Regions from separate parts of the Mus musculus genome. Here region 2 is linked to region 1. The links are chromatin contacts, called in public HiChIP or PLAC-seq maps. All regions are on one chromosome and are shown on one strand. Each heading gives the region's core, a stretch centred on a gene start, on an enhancer-like site or on the middle of the called end of the contact. The rest is flanking DNA. Distances are from core to core; before and after follow the strand shown.

Evidence for each region. HiChIP or PLAC-seq counts read pairs in DNA pulled down with a chosen protein or histone mark.
Region 2: a FOXA1 HiChIP or PLAC-seq map of pancreatic cancer cells shows a contact between it and region 1. The contact joins two enhancer-like sites. A contact is called at or near these places in 2 of 484 Hi-C or Micro-C datasets (both in muscle stem cells) and 2 of 115 datasets of contacts at active chromatin or transcription factors (memory CD8 T cells and pancreatic cancer cells).

What each region holds. Positions count from the first base shown.
Region 1 is chr2:167,568,072-167,571,455 of GRCm38.p6, forward strand. The region is part of intron 2 of Gm11476 (a long non-coding RNA gene); the gene reads left to right. It overlaps Gm31619 (a long non-coding RNA gene), which reads right to left. Exons shown (of 6, transcript XR_003954104.1): 6 at 3,214-3,384. Among named protein-coding and RNA genes, the nearest start is that of Gm11476, 16 kb to the left of the region's middle. Within about 2 kb of position 2,065, at least 89 of the 459 cell types and tissues checked have an H3K27ac peak or open chromatin away from gene starts, as enhancers often do. A contact at or near this core is called in muscle stem cells and pancreatic cancer cells, where this site is marked.
Region 2 is chr2:167,763,048-167,766,465 of GRCm38.p6, forward strand. No RefSeq gene overlaps it. Among named protein-coding and RNA genes, the nearest start is that of Gm14321, 13 kb to the right of the region's middle. Within about 2 kb of position 2,159, at least 232 of the 459 cell types and tissues checked have an H3K27ac peak or open chromatin away from gene starts, as enhancers often do. A contact at or near this core is called in muscle stem cells and pancreatic cancer cells, where this site is marked.

The DNA.
Region 1 (3,384 bases), core at 815-3,314:
GTCCCTCCCCTCTCTCCCTTTCTCCTTCTCCCTCTCCCTCTCCCTCTACTCTCTCTCTCTGCAGGGTTTTTGGTTGCTGTCCTGGAACTCTATCTGTAGACTGGACCTGCCTCTGCCTCCAGAGAGCTAGTGGTCCCATTGTGGGTGATGCACGCCCGCCGGAGCAGGTGGTCCTCTGTTCTATAAGGAAGCAGGCTGAGGGTCATGGGGAGCAGGGAGCAAGCCAATGAGCAGCTTTCCTGTGTGGCCTCTGCTTCCGGTCCTGCCTGCAGCTTCCTGCCTTGTGTTCCTGCTCCGATTCCCCTGTTGATGGAGTGTGACCAGAGAGTATAAGCTGGAATCAGCCCTTTTCTTCCACGGGTTGCTTTTGCTTGCGGTCTTTAACCCAGCCATAGAAACCTAAGGAAGACAGTTCCATGAAGTCGTCCATCTGCTACGTGATGGCCGAGGAGATGTGCTGAGTCCTCAGGGCCCATTTACCTCTGGCTCGGCTTACCTAGTTTTGTGACAGGGTCTTGCTGGGCAGCCCAGGGGCCTCTAACCAACTCTTCCTCTCTCTGCCGGATTACAGGCCTGAGCGAGCCACCTGTCTCAAAACATCTCTTCAAAATTCCACCTGGGGCCGGGAGAGCTGGCTGGGCAGTAAGGAGTACTTAGTGCTCTTCCAGAGGACAGAGATTTGGTTCCCAGCATCCACATGGTAGCTCACACGTCCTGTTACTGCAGGTCCAGGGGATCTAATGACCTCTTCCATGACATCTGTGAACATTACACACATGACACACAGACTTTCATATAGACTCATTCATGCACATACACATATCTTTAAAAATCTTTTTGGGGGGTGGGGGTGTTAAGATACCATATAGCCCTGGCTGTCCTGGAACTCACTCTGTAACTGTAGATCCACCTGTCTCTGCCTCCCAAGTGCTGGGATAAAAGGCTTGTATCACTATGCTCAGCTAACAATCTTAAAAACAAAACAAAAAAATTTTTTTATATTTGTGGTTGTTGTGTGTAGGGGTGTGTGTGTGTGTGTGTGTGTGTGTGTGTGTGTGTGTGTAGGTCAGAGTACTTTGTGTACTCAGTTTTCTCCATCCACCTTTACATAGGTTTCAGGGATCAAACTCAGTTCACCAGGCTCACACAGCAAGCCCCTTTACTTACTGTGCCCTTTCGCTGGCCCCTGTGGTAGATTTTATAAGGAATTATTGAATGAATGAGCAAACTATGTCAATTGCTTGCCTTTGTAGGGAGCCTCAGTGTGGTGCCTTCCTCCTGGGTACCTGCTAAGCTTCAGAGAGAGAGAGAGAGAGAGAGAGAGAGAGAGAGAGGAGAAGAGGAGGGGAGGGGAAGGGAGAGGAGAGAAGAGAAGAGGAGAGGAGAGGAGAGGAGAGGAGAGGAGAGGAGAGGAGAGGAGAGGAGAGGAGAGGAGAGGAGAGGGTGTCTTGGCACCACTCCTCGCTTTGTGACTTACCACTTGAGATTGTCACAGTCTCCAAATGAATGAGATGCCACTCTGGCCAACCCAGCTCCAGTGTGTGCAATGGCCTGTGTACACAGAGGGCTAGTCTTCCCTGTGTGACTGTCTCTTAAGCATCACACAAGCAATGCAGAAGGGACAGGATGGATAGATAATAAGAGTGTGCCCTGAGCCGGGTGTGGTGGCGCACGCTTTTAATCCCATCACTTGGGAGGCAGAGGCAGGCGGATTTCTGAGTTCCAGGCCAGCCTGGTCTACAGAGTGAGTTCCAGGATAGCCAGGACTACACAGAGAAACCCTGTCTCGAAAAACCAAAAAAAAAAAAAGTGTGCCCTGGGTCATTTTAAACACTGACTAATGCTCTTCTGCTATTAGGGGTGAGACCAGGAGCCTGGCCTAGCAGACCCTCCATGGATGTTTGTTGAATGACTGAATGAAATACAGCACTGGCTACATTTCACACACTCAGTCAGCCCAATGTTTCTGGCATAAGTCCCGTCCACCACCCGCTGTCTGCCAGCTCAGCCTCTGGATTTCCACATCTGCTGCTGTTGCCAGGAGTGACAGGCCCTGGGGGAGGTAGTTCCCGTCTTCAGAGCCAGGGACAAGCAGAGGCTGCCAGGACACGAACTTCCTTCACTGAGAGCCTGGCTGAGTTATTCTCTGGGCCTGGCTAGCAATGTCAATCAGTCAAACTCCTGGGCCCTTGGGCTCCTGGGCACATGCAGGAGTAGCCTCATCTGCTCAACACATCTCCTCAACTGCCTGCCTCGGTCTTTCCACTGGAAGCTGGTCTGAGTGTGAAGGGAGTCGTGCAGAATTCTGGGTTGGTTTTGACAGCGCGTGGAGGCTGAGAGCCGCCTGGAAGCATGGACCGGCTCAGCCACAGCTGGAGACAGCCTGCAGGCCTTGGCTGAGTCATTTCCCGCCAGCCTCCTTGTCCCCCTAGAGGCTGTTGGGAGGCCAAGGTGGAATGTGCTAGGAAGCAGGGATTGTGAGCCAGGGGCAGACAATGCTGGCCCTGCTGCTTGTCCTGCCCGCTGCCTTAGCCTGCTTCTCCTTTCTTCCTTCCTTCCTTCACTTGGCAGAGGCGATGCCGGATGCTTTTGCTTGCTACGCTGTTATCATTTTGCTGAGAGAGGGTCTCACTCTATAGCCCAGGCTGGCCTCAAACCCAAAGTGATCCTCCTGCCTCAGGCTCCCGAGTCCTGTCCTGGGTTCACAGGTGTATGCTACCTATCGGGAGGAACCTGTGGTGGCCTTGTAAGGCAAGAGTGATCTGGAAGGGTCGGAAGCTCGGGGACCTCAGGCTTGTGTCCTTGGGGCCTTGGGTAAATGGCCTTGGTCCCTCTGCTCTCTTCCTGGCTAAGTTTCTGAAGCTCAGCTTGTCTTGGTACTACTTGGCACCGTTCCACCTGAGTCCCCACCCTTACCTGTCGGTGAAAATCCCCATGGTCTGAGCTAGAGACTTCCCAGCCAGGATTTGGCTGGAGAGCTGAGTGGTTAGACCTCCCAGGGAGGAAGTCGCAGGTGTACAGGTGTCCTCTAGGCTGCATTGGCCTCCTGCCCACTCATGGCCTTTAGTCAACTGGGGAATCTGTGGTGGTGCCTGGGGTGAAAGGGAGCCCGAGGGTCACCTCTTTTTTGTGTGTCCTTAAGGAGGCTTTAGCTCTCTCAGGGGCTGAGGCCTGTCCTCTATACAAAGAAGCATTCATTCATTCATTCACTCACTCATTTGTGCACACATTTATTAATTTGTGTCTGACTGTACACAGATGAGCACCTACTGTGTGCAGGGTACTAGGTATTGGTAAGGAGGCAGCCTGGCGGCCTGGCTCTCTGGAAACTGACAATCTCATGGGACAGGAGGGCAGAAAATAGACACAGGTCAAAGGTAATTT
Region 2 (3,418 bases), core at 909-3,408, 200 kb after region 1:
CGTGTGTGCACGCACACACACCATAGCACATGTGTGGAGGTCAAAGAACAGTTTGTGGGACTCAATTATTTCCTGCCACCATGTGATGTTCAGGGATTCAATTCAGATTGTCAGACTCAGCGACAAGCACACTTACCCACTGCGCCATTTTGCCAGCCTCAGACAGATTCTTATGTCCCGAGTAAGTAGCTCTGGCTTGAAGACTGAGAGTCTGAGACCCTTCTCTGGCCGCTCACTCCTCTCCTGAGAAGGCCTTTTGCAGAGGGTGGGAAGCCTGGGCTCCAGTCTGGGTTGGGGTCAAGCGTGTGGTGGGAGTGGGGTTTGAACTCAGCTGAGAGCCGTTAGAGTCTTCTAGGGGCTTGGGGAGCAGGGTGGGCACGGCCTAGCCTGGTGTCCAGGTGGGTGTTGAGGGGGAGGCAGGGAAAGGGCAGTGGGGCTAATGGACAAGCAGAAAAAGGCCAGGCTAGACCCAGAGCAAAGCCGGGAGCACATCTCCACAGCCCTGCACTGTTAGTGGACCTGCTTCCCAAATGCCTGGCTGCCATTGCTGGCGTGTTTACCACAGACTCGGGGTCTTGTCTGTCTGGCAGCAAATGTTCTCGAAGGCAGATTGCCCACAGACGACACAAACATTTTCACAAATCCCGGGTGGGACATCGTGTGTCAAACTGTGAAGGTTGAGTGGATTAAATAGCAATTTAGCGATTTCAACTTTTTAGGCTTCATTAAGGATTTTAGAGGTAGTAATTGTTCCTTCACCTTAAAACTCACAGAGCCGTCTCCTCCACAGCTACGGAAACTCAAGGTGACATGTGAAATAGCTGTGTGTAATGGCAGTGACAGAAAGAGGGAGAGTTCTGCCTGGCGGTGGCTGGGGCACTTGCTTTCTGTGGGAGCATCTGGGTGGGCTTCCTGGAGGAGGAAGCTCGGGATGTGTGGAATACAGACCAGTCAGAGGTGCTGGTTCCAGGCTGAGCTGTTGCACATGGCAGGCAATGTCGGCTCCTGAGGCTGAAGACAAGGCCCACATGGGCCTGGCCAGGCTGTGGAGCAGGGTGCATGGATGGCAGATGGTGACCAGACATGTTTAAGCAGAGAAGGGGACATGGTGTCCACCATGCATTGAGGGGACTTGGTTGGGAGGAGGATGCCACAGCCGTGGCTGCTGCTGGTTGCACACCGGAGCCTGCAGGAGCAGGCATGGCTGACCACGCTTCTTATTGCGGTCCATTGTGGGCTCTTTGACCCCATCCAGCAGGTCCATCTTAGGTCAAATATGAGTGCAGGGCCTTCAGAAGACCTGGTCCCACAGGGAAGGCTCAGGGAGGGGGCCAGCTCACTCCCTCTTCTTGTCTGTTGCACAATAGGATACAGAGAATAGAGACATCAAGCCACCATATCCAGGATTACACAGCCAGGAACTGCACACATCAGGATTTGAACTCTGACCCCACCTAGGCTGGGTCTCCATGATGTGAACGCTATACCCATTCCATTTATTGGGTGGTAAACTGAGGCTGTGGAAAGCGGAGACACTGGTGTGGGGGTCACAGAGCAGGCACAGGGAAGCAAAGCTTTGACTGTCCAAACCCGTTAGCTCTGGAGCCTGCTCTGTCCCCAAATAGAGCAACGGTTTCTCTTTCTCAGATTGTCACCTGAGAATGGGGTCAAAAATGGTGCCTATCTGGTGTCACTGACCTCTACTGGGGCTTTTAAGCACAGTGCCCGGCACTTAGTAGGTATCTTAAACAGATGGAGGCCATGAAGGTGGCTGCACATTGAAGCCACACGTTCACAGAGGCCGTAGACAGTAGGTGCCGAGCTACTGTTACTGTGGAAGGACACCCCTGGACCCAATCCTGTTTCCTTCACAAATTGCCTTCCCCCCAGTTTCCCCAACTCCAACAAACTGCCCTGAGAAGGTTGGTTAGGAATGGGGGTGAGGCTGGGGGAGGGCAGTGTGGGGCCTGAACTCAGCATGGTGAGACCAGAATTCCAGGTCTGAGCCCTGGCCCCGCTGTGCGACCTCTGGCTAGGGCCTTGCCTTCTCCGATCAGGCCTTGCTTTCCCTTCTCATCTGTCGTGCCTGGACCAGGCTGGCCTGGGAGGTGCCAGCTTCAAGCAGGGCCAGGGGCTGCTGCTCTGTCCCCTTGGCCGCCAGCCCCCGCCTCCAGCCTCCAGAGCTCCAGGCTGTACAGAGGAGGCAGCCAATCTGTTTACTGAACCGGCTGACCCCTTCCGGGAACACGGCCCAAGCTTCCCAGAACTCGGGTATTAATGACCCGGAGCCACATGACGGAGCATGACACAGCATTTTTGGGTGCAAGGCAGAGCCCAGAGGGGCGCGTGGGGGCTGTGGCCCAGCCTCGAGCCTGGCCAGAGGGTGAGTCACCCTGGCCTGCTGCAGCTCCCTCCCTGGCCACTTGTGCCCTCCCCCAGACCGCACGTCCCACCTTGGCCAGGGCCACCCAGGACCCCTCAGCCTTTGCCTTACTGAGAGAGCCGAGGCTGTGGGTGCCCGGAGCTGCCCTCTTGGGACCTCAGAAGGGGCTGCACACGAGGCCCTGGCCTCCCTCCAGAGAAGCTGGCTTAGCCTTTCAGAAAAGGGACAGATGTATTCCTGTTTGACAGATGACAAAACTGAGGCTCGTGGAGAAGGCACAAGTCCTGAATGTGGGCCAGGACTGGATTCACGTCAGAAAAGATCCTTTCACAGTGGGGACGGAGAGGATTGAGGCATGAGCCCGAACCCAGAAAGCCCCCAGCTCAGGCCTGCTTTCTGTAGGCTGCACAGCTGGGCACGTAGACACATGCACTGTGCCTCAGTTTCCCCTGTGGAGGCGCTTGGCTTCCTGATCTCAGGAATACCTGAGGACAGGTGACAATCTAGCCGAAAGCATCCCACCCAAACAATTACCAGTGTCTTGAGGCCCAGGTCTTGGAAGCCAGGCTGGGGTCAGCATAGGCCTCACCCCCTGGGCATCCTGGGTCACCCTGGGGCAAGGTGGAGGCGGTGGTTTTTATAAGGCTGGGAACCAGACAGGTGTGGGGTGCAGAGGGGTGCCTGCTGGCAGGAGGGGGCCAGGCCGGGGTACACGGGACTGGAGGTGTTCTTTGATTCTCTTCACTTTATTAGCAGCCATTGCTTGAGCACCTTCTGTATACAGGTCTCTCTGTTGTTGGGTGGGTTGGATGGCTACAGTGGGGGAGGGGAACACATGGATGGCAGAATATTTTGGCTCTGGGCTAGGACCATGGTAGACACGGCAGAGGATGACAAGCTGTGGGGGAGGTCTCCTGAAGTGACTTCCATGGACAGTGAGTGGGGCGGCTTCCCAGCAGGAGCCTGTGTGCATAGCCAGTGTGAAGGCTCTGGGAGAGGCAGGGGACTGGAGTAATTGGGAAAGACAAGGGAGGA